Regions from separate parts of the Canis lupus genome. Here region 2 is linked to region 1. The links are chromatin contacts, called in public Hi-C maps. All regions are on one chromosome and are shown on one strand. Each heading gives the region's core, a stretch centred on a gene start, on an enhancer-like site or on the middle of the called end of the contact. The rest is flanking DNA. Distances are from core to core; before and after follow the strand shown.

The links. Hi-C and Micro-C count contacts between places; a contact is called where the count stands out from the background.
Region 2: a Hi-C map of blood shows a contact between it and region 1, with 2.5 times the contacts expected there. The contact joins the promoter of TMEM9B here to the promoter of RPL27A in region 1. A contact is called at or near these places in 4 of 9 Hi-C or Micro-C datasets (amygdala, blood and skin fibroblasts).

Annotation. Positions count from the first base shown.
Region 1 is chr21:32,699,586-32,704,780 of UU_Cfam_GSD_1.0, forward strand. RPL27A (ribosomal protein L27a) reads left to right here and starts at 2,675. Exons shown (of 5, transcript NM_001252225.1): 1 at 2,675-2,709; 2 at 3,092-3,155; 3 at 3,590-3,665; 4 at 4,338-4,512. The coding sequence starts at 2,707. It overlaps LOC119865044 (a small nucleolar RNA gene), which reads left to right and starts at 3,838; the gene lies at 3,838-3,967. It overlaps TRIM66 (tripartite motif-containing protein 66), which reads right to left and starts at 240. Exons shown (of 21, transcript XM_038568983.1): 1 at 64-240. The coding sequence starts at 69.
Region 2 is chr21:32,919,271-32,924,465 of UU_Cfam_GSD_1.0, forward strand. It overlaps TMEM9B (transmembrane protein 9B), which reads right to left and starts at 3,091. Exons shown (of 5, transcript XM_038569002.1): 1 at 2,868-3,091; 2 at 743-834. The coding sequence starts at 2,972. LOC119865003 (a long non-coding RNA gene) reads left to right here and starts at 2,759. Exons shown (of 2, transcript XR_005375729.1): 1 at 2,759-3,866; 2 at 4,222-5,074.

The DNA of each region.
Region 1 (5,195 bases), core at 1,425-3,924:
CTAGACCCTCCTTACAGAACACTTAATGGTTACCTTTCATTCCCAAAGCTCTGCCCAGCTTACCTCCATTCACAGACCATGTTCCCAAGGGTAGCTCAGTTCATCTCTTGTGCACTTATTGGCCAGCTTTGACGTCAAATAGAGGGTGATCTCTTCTTAGACCTTGCCTCCCACTCTCATGGCCCCTCTTTCTGCTGGTCCCAGGCAGTATATGATCAAGGACTGAAGGACTGATGAAGACCATAAAGCTGTGAGGTCAGAAAGGGAGTGGTCACTGAGGTAAAAACAGATCTGGAAAGAGAAGACTAAAGACTAGGTAGGCCCAGGCCCTGTATCTTGGCAGCACTATAGCCTCTGGCAAGTCACTCAACCTTCTGTGCCTCAGTTCTCGTATTCTTATTCATAAAATGGAGCTAGTATTGTTGACTTCTGAGGCCAATGCATTTTGTAAACTTCAAGGTATATTTGGCTATTATCACTGTGGATTGCAGTGTTCTGGGAAGAAGCAGAATATAAAGTTTTGGGCCTTAAAGGTTGAGGAAAATTCAGGATATCTGATAGGAAGATGAGCGCTACAGGCATGAGAAATGGCACAGCACAGGCAGAAAGGCAGGGATGTATCAAGTCTGGCGGCAGTAGGAAGCTCGTGTAAAACGAGAAGCTGGGGTTGGTTTGGAAAGGCAAGTGGGCTGTATTCTGTTGGTCAAAGGGAGCTATCCAACTTTTTGATCAAGTAAGTGAAGGTGAAAGTCATGTTTTGGGAAGGTTAACCTGGCAGAGGTGAGATGGATGAAAGTATTGGATGAGGATTAGAATGCAGGCAGGATGACTAGAGAAGGATGTTGAACTCAAGAGACATGATGAGAATCCTAAGGAAGGCAGTGGCATGGGGGTTTAAAAGGAGGAAGCAGATTTGAGATACAGAACAAAAGAATATGGTGACAGTGACAGTATATTAGGAGAAATGAAGGCTTTGAAACCATTTTCAGGTCTCCATGACATCACTATCTAAGTGGACAAGGGTGCCACTCACCAAGATATAGTATAAAGGAGAAGGCACCAGTGAGCAAGGAAGATTGAAGTCTTTGAATACGTTTGCCAAGTTTGTCTGTAGAATGTCCCAGGGATAATAATCAGAAATTAAGTAAGTACATGAATGTGGAGCTCAGCAATAGAGATGTGAATTGAAGCCACCCAACATACGCTCACCAAGAAGACTGCACACTGTGAAAAGTTAAGAGAGGCAAGAACTGGAGGCTGAAAAACATCAACAGTTAAATGGTGTATAGAGTTAGAAGAACCCGGAAAAACTGACAAATGGCTAGAGAGATAGGAAGAAGGCAAGAGTTTCTATGAAGAAGTGAAAGAGGTAAGGTACAACAGAGAACACACGGTAAGAGGAATGAGAAGAGTCCATTCAACTCGTTTAATTTATGATTTGAGTAAGAGTGGTGTGGCTGATTAAACATGAATGGGAAATGAACAAATGGACAGAATTCAGACTACTCTTTTGGGGAGCTTGGCTGTAAAGGAAAGAGCTAGGATGGTAGGGAGAAAGTAGGGAGAATCTAGGATATTTTAGTAAAATATATTTTAGCTGATAGGAACGAGGCAAGGAAAATAAACACACAGAGTAATTGGAAGAACGGGAGTTTAGACACTGGTTGAGACTTGAGAGGTGGCTCTTCCACTATGAGGTGAAAGTACATTCAACCACTTGATTTGTTGAACATGTACTACATGCCAGGAACTGGGAGTACTGGGATAAAATACTCCTGAACCATTAAGGAATTTGGTCGAGTAGGGGAGACAAATGTGGATCAACAATTATGCACGAGCTATGTATGTACTAGAATGTGGGGGGGGCACAAGTGGGGGAAGCAGCAATGACCGTATGGGTCAGAGAAGTTCCACAGGGAAAGGAGACACTTGCATTGCAAAGATCGAGGTTGAGCAGGGGTTTTCTGGTCCAGGAGAGGGGTTCACAGCCTTGTCAAGTAGGTTCAGGTGAGAAAATTTGGTGGTTACAAAAAGTATTTAGAGTCTGGATTAAAAAAAAACAAAAAACAAAACAAAACCATAAAGCAACCAGGTATACAGGTCCCTGAAGTATACTGGATTGTTCAAACTCTGGACGCCCAGGATGACAGCACAAGCGCAAAGGAGCAATTAAGACCGAGCGCCTCCTCGGAGCGTGGGCGATCAGGCGGGTGTGGACACGTAGGGAAGGGTTCAAAGGGGGCAGAGCCAGACAGCCGGTGCTCGCTGCGGGTCGAACAGCGCCTCGCGAATCCTCACTGCGGCCGCTACCGCCGGGGCCGAGCCGACCGCGAGGACGAGCGAGGCGCGCGCGTCGGCTCAGCAGCGGGGCGTTCGGCCAGGAGCCCGGGCGGGTTCCGGGGACACGGGGATTCCGCGACAGGTCTCAGCCTTCGAGCCTGAGCGAACGAGGGCGACGCGGAGGCAGTTTTAGGGCGGCCGCCGTCACCCGGCCTCGGCGCGGAAGGAGGACACCGAGCTGAAAAAGGAGGGCTACCGGCCTGGCGGTCACGCGACCCCGCGAACCCCGCGAACCCCGCGAGACTCCGGAGACCCCGCCCTAGGCCCGGCCTACTCCGGCCGGAAGTGAGTCTCTTGGCTCCGCCCCCGTTGTCGGTAGCTCGCGAGATTTCGCAGACGCCTCCCTTTTTCCTCTGGGCCGCCAACATGGTAGGTGGTTCTTTTCCTTTCTCCGCCGCGTTGGTAGTTCAGGCCGCGAGCTGTACTCGCTTTGCACCTCAACCACCAACTCCCGGCCTCGGCCCGACCTTCCAGGCCGCTCGGGGCAGGGTGGCCCGTGTGGGCCCCCGAGTGTGGGCCCGCGTGTTCTGCCGAGGGTTCGGCTCTCTGAGGCACGCGGGCCTGCGCGCTCAGGCGCCGCCCTGATGAGGCCACGGGGCCCCGGGCCGACCGGTCCGTAACATCACCCTTGCTGATGTGGCCCAAAGCAGAGCCTTGACCCCGCAGACCTACAGACCCTTCTCAGACGGTCAAGTTCGCCCTCTGCCCCACCCCCCTTTGGCTTTATCACCAAGCACCTTTTTCCATACAGCCATCCAGACTGAGGAAGACCCGGAAACTTCGGGGCCACGTGAGCCATGGCCACGGCCGCATCGGTAAGTGCCGGCATCCCATCCTGGCCGGCTCTGAGCTCTCCCTGCCGGGTGCTTAGCTAGCCGGGAAGTGGGTAGGGTAGAAGTGGGTAAGCTTTGTGCGGTCATTCGGAGTAAGCTTGGCTGTTAGCTGTTGGTTTTTTCCTTAGAATTCTCTACGGTACCCCATTTAAAGACAATTTCACATCAGGGGGGCGGGTAGTTAAAATTGGGACAAAGTGTTCATTTGTCGAAGGCATGAACACTATCCAACAGTGGATAGTGCTGTGATGTGGAACATTGCAAAGAGAAGTTTGACCCAGAGTCTTGAGGGAATAGCAATGCTTAAAGAGGTTTTGTAGACTGAAAAAATAAAACGCAGAAGTGTGGGGAAATGCTTTTTGCAAGAAGACTTGAACTGGAGAAGGCTACGTTAGCCATGTAGCTTTGTATTGCAGGCAAACACCGGAAGCACCCAGGAGGCCGGGGTAATGCTGGTGGCATGCATCATCACAGGATCAACTTCGACAAATAGTGAGTGTTTCTTGACCTGTACTTTCACCAGCACTGACAGTTTATTGGAGTGATGGGTAAAGGGCTGGCTCAGGACACCTTCAGTGGGAAGCAAGCCTCTTAACCACTCAAAAACCTTTGTATATTGCTGGGTTTTAGCAAGTTAACATTTGATGTGAACCGAGAATTTGCCATCGAGGCTAGAGTCACGCTTGGGTATCAGCTATTGCCTTAGTGTGCTAGAGTCCTCGAAGAGTAATTGCTGACCTTATTCACTGGCTGTGACCCTTATGGCATAGTCAGTCACCAGGTTAGTGACATGCGTCAGGTGTATAATCTGCTAGATTCACTATGCCCCCAAATTTGTTTAGAAAATCTACTACAAGAATGTGTGGAATTTCCATAGAGTGGCTGTCAGGTGATACGGAAGATCTCTAGTCTTGGCTCTGCCTCTGACTTTTTTCAGTGATTTATCCTGGTTCCATGAAGTAAGGGTAGTCTCCTGAACATCTTCCATGGCTTTTTTTTTTAAAGACTTGTTTTAATGCAACAATGAATGGAGTCCTGGTTATGTCACTATTGTGCACTGATGAACAAGTTACGTTATAACTAGGAGAGATGAACTATGAAGACAATAAACCTCACTTCTTAATTGGAATCAGGTTATGAAAGTGATTACCTTTCTCTTCCTAGTCACCCAGGTTACTTCGGAAAAGTCGGTATGAGACATTACCACTTAAAGAGGAACCAGAGCTTCTGCCCAACTGTCAACCTTGATAAACTGTGGACCTTAGTCAGTGAGCAGACACGGGTAAATGCTGCCAAAAACAAGACTGGAGCTGCTCCTATTATCGATGTGGTGCGATCGGTGAGTGAATGAATATTTGTTGACTTTACATGGTCTTTGCCTCTCAAAATTCTGGATAATCTGATCTACTGATGCCCTTCCTAGAATTTATACCTAGTTACCTACCAGACTACTGTCTTTTGACAGAATTTCAACAGGTAAACTCCCCAAAATTGCATTCTAGTTGTGATTCATGCAAAACATTCAGCTCTTTCCAGTCCCTCATTCATTCAGTTACTTTTGTTATTTCTTGAATGTTTTTCCAATCAGTAGTCTCATTCCCACTCTTAACTGTCTTGGTTTGTACAGGTTTGCATTTCTGGCCTGAGCTTTTGAGCAATATCTCAGCTCATCTGGCTCTGGTCTCTCTTAATACAACCCTGCTTACATGGGCACTCTTGGCCCTTTATGTCCCTTACAGAATAAAATACTAATATGTTTGTTAATTGTGGATCTACGTTATTGGAAGAGATTTCCACTCCCCACCCCTGCAAAGCAGTGACGACAAAGCATTTTTGTCTATCCTTCGGAGTTCTGGTCCTGTGTCAGTTTTAACCTCCCACGGGTGTGGAGGTAGTCTTAAACCCTGAAGGGGCTTTCAGTGAAGTTTTAAATCCCTTTTCTACTGCCTACTTAACATTCCTTGAGCAATTTTGGTAGGACTTCTTGGAACATTGCTAGGAATGTGGTCTTTTGCTTATCAG
Region 2 (5,195 bases), core at 1,841-4,340, 220 kb after region 1:
TCAAGCATAGTCTTCTGTATTAGGCAATACATTATCAAAACTTACAAGTTATGAAAATTATAACCCAGATAAATGAGGCCTGTGGACCTTCCAGTGAAAAACAAGAGAGAGGACTAAAATTTAGGAGGGCACGGAAGGTAGCCATGGGCAGTTTAGTGCCACAAACTCAGCTCTGTCCCTTATAAAACCCTCCCTACTTGGGAATCAGTGTTTTGGCTAGATTCCTTTAAGTTTACATCACACATTCAGGGCCTTACTTTCACTTTTTCAAATAGAAGTGGAATTTGACACTTACACTTAAAAAGAAATACAGGTGACCCTTGAATAACAGGGGTTGAACTGTATGGGTCCACTGTACACAATTTTTTTTCAGTAGATACAGTATACTACTGCAAATGTATTTTCTCTTTCCTATGATTGTCTTAATAACATTTTCTATTCTCTAGTTTACTTTATTGTAAGAGTACAGTATATAATACATGTAACATAAAATATATGTTAATCAACTGTTTTATTGTTAAGGCTTCTGGTCAACAGTAGGCTATTAGCAGTTAAATTTTGAGGTAGTCAAAAGTTATATGAAGATTTTTGACTGTGCCAGGGTCAGGATACCTAAGCCCTACGTTGTTCAAAGGTCAACTGTATTTAAAAAGGAAACAATACATTAGATGAACATTCTGGGCTAACAGTGACAACCACAGAAAAAAATCTGACAGGTATGTCAGTAATCTAGAATACTTACCAATCTTTCTGAGATATGTTCTTATTATAAATATGCCCAGAATTATCTTTATAGGGAGGACAGATACATTTACATCGGACATCCTCGAAATTCTGTAACCAAAATGGAAACTTAGTATAGCTTGTTAACAATATCAATATTTTTAAAAACTGCACCATATACATTTTGCTAAGCGTCCCCTGCCAAATATTCTAAAACTATTCATTTTGAGAGAGAGCTTTTTAAAGCTACAGGTTCTTTTTTGTAATGCTAATGAATCATTATATAGTACACGAAATTATTTTGAAATAATACGTGTATGTGATCTGTGATTTATTAATCACATTTATAGGTCACATGACAAACTATGCTATCTACCTGCCGGTAAAAAAGGCACAATAGACAGATAACTCTACCTGCAAATAAGGATCCGATTACAAAATTACTCACAAAACAAGTCACAATTCTTCTAATTACTATCTTTCCACCCTTTAGTAGAATGGCATGGATATGGATAAAGGGGGTTGGACCAGGGCTCTACAGAAGGGGTGAAGTTTTAGAGGCACTCAGTTATAACTAGAAAGCAAGTACATAAGGGCAGTAGCTTATGTCTAGCTGAGATCAGTTTGGTCTACCCTCCCCAGGAAACTTTGCTTCTAATCACTGGTAGACAGAGAGGATAACTAATGATAAAGCAAGTTTCAAGAGGTGGAGAAAGTGGTGACTAAATATATGAATACAGGAAATAAGAGAAGCTTCATTAGCAAAGGGGAATTTATCTGAGAGGGCAAGTGGATCATTAGCTCCCGCCCTGCCCCGCCCCCCAAGGCCCACTGTTCCTTTATATGGTGCTATGTCTGGCAGAGCTGTTGACAATGGATTCATTCAGCAACCACTTAGTGAGCATTTGCTCCATGTTGGACCTTGTGCTCAATGAAGTGGATTCAGATAAGTGCAAGACAGGGCTCCTGCCAGTAATCAGGACACACCCTAATGGAGACTGACAGATAAATACATCATTACAATATACTCTTGAAGTGATGACAGGACATATGCAGAGGATGCCAGCAATGTTTTGAAAGACACGAGACTTGCTGCTTTCCCTATTTCTGGTAGGAGGTAGCAAAGATTTCAACAAGAACTCCCGATCAAAACCCCCTGAGCTGTCTGCATTAAACCTGTCTTTCCCAACCTGTCCCATATTATGGATTAAAGCTATTTTTTAAAATGCAAATGTCAATCTGTCTTCCCATCACATTAAGGTAAATTCCTTCCGTTTTCTCCAATAAGGAGCTAGCTCATCAAGGAGGACGCACAAGTGTGTACCAGGGGCAAAGCAGGTCTGGAGGGTGGGAGCATGAAGGGGGCTATAAAGAGCAGCATGAGGAGGCTGGAAGGACCCAGAAGTGGAGCAGGGGAGAGGGCTACAACTTTACCTCCCTGTAGCTTGGGCCCTTCCCTTCCCCACTGAATTATCAGGAAGAAAGAAGGCCAAACAAAGAGGCCAAGAGATCCTGGAGGGAGTTAGGTCAGGATATTAGGCTGGTGGTCCTCTGTGTAGGTCCTATTGGGAAGGCAGGCTGCAAGGAGAGGCAAGTTCCTACACTGGGAAGGGAACCGGTTCAGGGGTGAGTTGAAATGAGTTCCTAAGAGGGAGGCTTTCCGTGAGGTGGGGGCTTCTGGTAATTCTGGCTTAGGGAACGGGGGCGGGGCAGGAAGAGGGCTGTGAGGCAGGTGGAGGGCGCGGTGGGCTTCAGGAGCTTAGGGGTGGAAAGCTAAAGGCTCTCAGAGTTGGAAACGCTGTAAGGTTTGAGGCGGTGCCGTCGGCGCTGGGAAGGGGACCTTCTAGGAGGGGGAGGAGCGCGTCCGGGCTGCGGGCGCTGTCGCGGCTGGGCGGAGCTGGGGCGGGGGCGGGGCAGGGGCAGGGGCGGGAAGGAGGCGGCGCGGCCAGGGCTGGGGGTGCGAGAGCGGCCGGCACTGCCGGAGTGGCGGGGCTGGGGGCGCCGGTGCGATCGGGCGGGGGGCGGCCTGCAGGTCGGGGTGGCAGGGCCGGGAGAGGCGCGGGGAGGGCAGCAGGCCGACAGACGGCTTTCGGCAGGCCGGAGGGGAGGGGCTCCTGTCTGGAGCGAAGGCTGCGCCGACTCACCTTGGCGGCGTCTGACAGCTGCACCAGCAGCAGCACCGAGAGCGCCAGGCAGGACAGGCTGAGCAAGGAGCCAAGCCGAAGGAAGCCTCCCCACACGGTCGCCATCGCTGCCAGGCCCGGCGGTGGCCACAGCCCGGAGCCCCCGCGACCTGGTCCGGGCTGGGGCTCCGGCTCGGGCTCCGGCTCGGGCTCCTCCGCCCGCACTTCCGGCCGGGCCTCGGCGTCACCGGCCGCGCGGGGTCAGCTACGTCACCGTCCGCCCCGGAAACGGTTCCCCGTGCGCAGGCCGCGGAGGCTGCGCGGTGCCGGCGCCCGCCCCGCGAACGCTCGGGCGCGGGAAACCAAGGGGGCGCCCCTGGCGCGGCAGAGCTCCGAGGCGTGAGGCTGTCCTTCCTGGGCGCTGGAGCAGCGGCGGCTGAGGACCTGCAGGGCCCTGGGGAGTCCTCTCGCCCGGGAGACCCCCAGCAACTCCAGCGACCCCTGCGAGCCCGGAGCCGTCCGTCGCCAGGCCCCCGAGGCTGGGGCGAGCCCAAGCGCCCGGGGCGGCTTGCGAGGGCAGGTGGCAGGCGTGGAGGCGGCCACGGGACTGACGGCCGAGCCATGCCTTCCGGGAGGCCTACCCCCAGCCGGAGGGCCGTCCTCCCCGGCACTTGGCCCCTAACCTGCAGCCCCTGCGCCTCCCGGACGCCGCTCGCGGCAGGGCTTCCAACACGCTGGCTTCGGCTTGGTCTCCCCGCTTGCCTCCCGCTGGGGCCTGACCGCCTAGACCCCAGCCTGCTGCACGAACCGCGCGTCAGCGGCGCGGCTGAGTCGGGCCGGGCTAGGTCTGGCTCCGGAACGTGTGGAATTGGCCAAAGAACCGCCCTAGTAGCCTCCTCCGCCCGGGACTCCAGTAGTTGGGGAACTGCGGTGCTACGATCCTATTAAGGGCGGCTGGCCTCGAAGTCAAGAGTTGGGGGAGCGCTGACCGGCCTTGCAAGTGCGGGTCATCCTCTGCAGGTAATTTAGGAGGACCCTGGAGATGGCGCAGTGTCTCCAATTAAAATATTTTTCAGTTAATGAAGACATTGTGGAGCGGGATAGTGGAAAGAATACAGAGCTCATCACCACCACTGCAGATTTGCTGAAGGACTTTGGGCAAAACACTTACCTTTCCTGGGCCTCTGGTTCTTGGTTCACTATGGGGAGATTGAACTCTTATCTATGGATTTCAAATTCTCCCATGTTTCTTAAAATCTTTAAAACAAAAAAGTAGTCTTTTCCTAGTTTTCAGAAATGTTTTAATTAATTACTAGACTCTTCCTTTAACTTAAAAAATTTTTTTAAAGATTTTTTAAAAATTTATTCATGATAGACACAGAGAGGCAGAGACACAGGCAGAGGAAGAAGCAGGCTCCATGCGGGGAGCCCGACGCGGGACTCGATCCCGGGTCTTCAGGATCACGCCCTGGGCTGAAGGCAGCATTAAACCGCCGAGCCACGGGGGCTGCTCCATGTCCAACATGTGGCTATATTTCAGGATCCTGTGAGATCGAGTCACTGCTCTAGGACTGAACCGGTCAGGTGCCCCTCCCGTGTGATTATTGTTGATGCCAGACTCTAACACAAGGTGTCTGATACTATGCCAGATATATTTAGCCCCTTTCAATCCCAAGTGGCAAGTGGTGCCTAGTCCCAGCCAGAATCAGAGGGGTAGGGCTAGATGACCTTTCATCAAAGCCCCTGCAGGCTGTCCCTGTGGAGGTACTGTCACATTAGTGAGATAACAAGTCTTTGTTGTTGGTGTTTTGCTGGCCAAGAACAACTCGGAGGTCAGAATAGTCTGTGAGGCACTGTAGATGTGATTGCTAAAGGCAAGTTTGGGATCAATTTAGGGTTCATTGTCTAGGTCTGATATTTAAGGGTGTGCTCCCTCTGGCTAGAACCTCACAGGTCTTTTCTTCTTCATGATTGAGAGTACAGAGGCTTAAAGTGAATATATATTAATGACTGGTGGGTCTTATCTGCTTATTGGAGAATTAACAAGTGCACTCCTGGAAGCAGCATTTTAGAGTTAGACTGTCCAGTACAGTAGCCACTAGCCACATGTGTCATTGAGCACTTGAAATGTGGCTAATCAGAATTGAGTAAGTGCAAAATATACACTGGATTTCAAAGACTTAGTACAAAAAAAAAAAAAAAAACCTTAGTATTTTTATATTGCTTAAGGTTGAAATATTTCAGATACATTGGATTAAATTATTAAAATAATTTCATTTGTTTCTTTTTACCTTAAATGCGGCCACTAGAAAATGCAATATTTATGTTAGGCATCAGTGTTCTAGAACA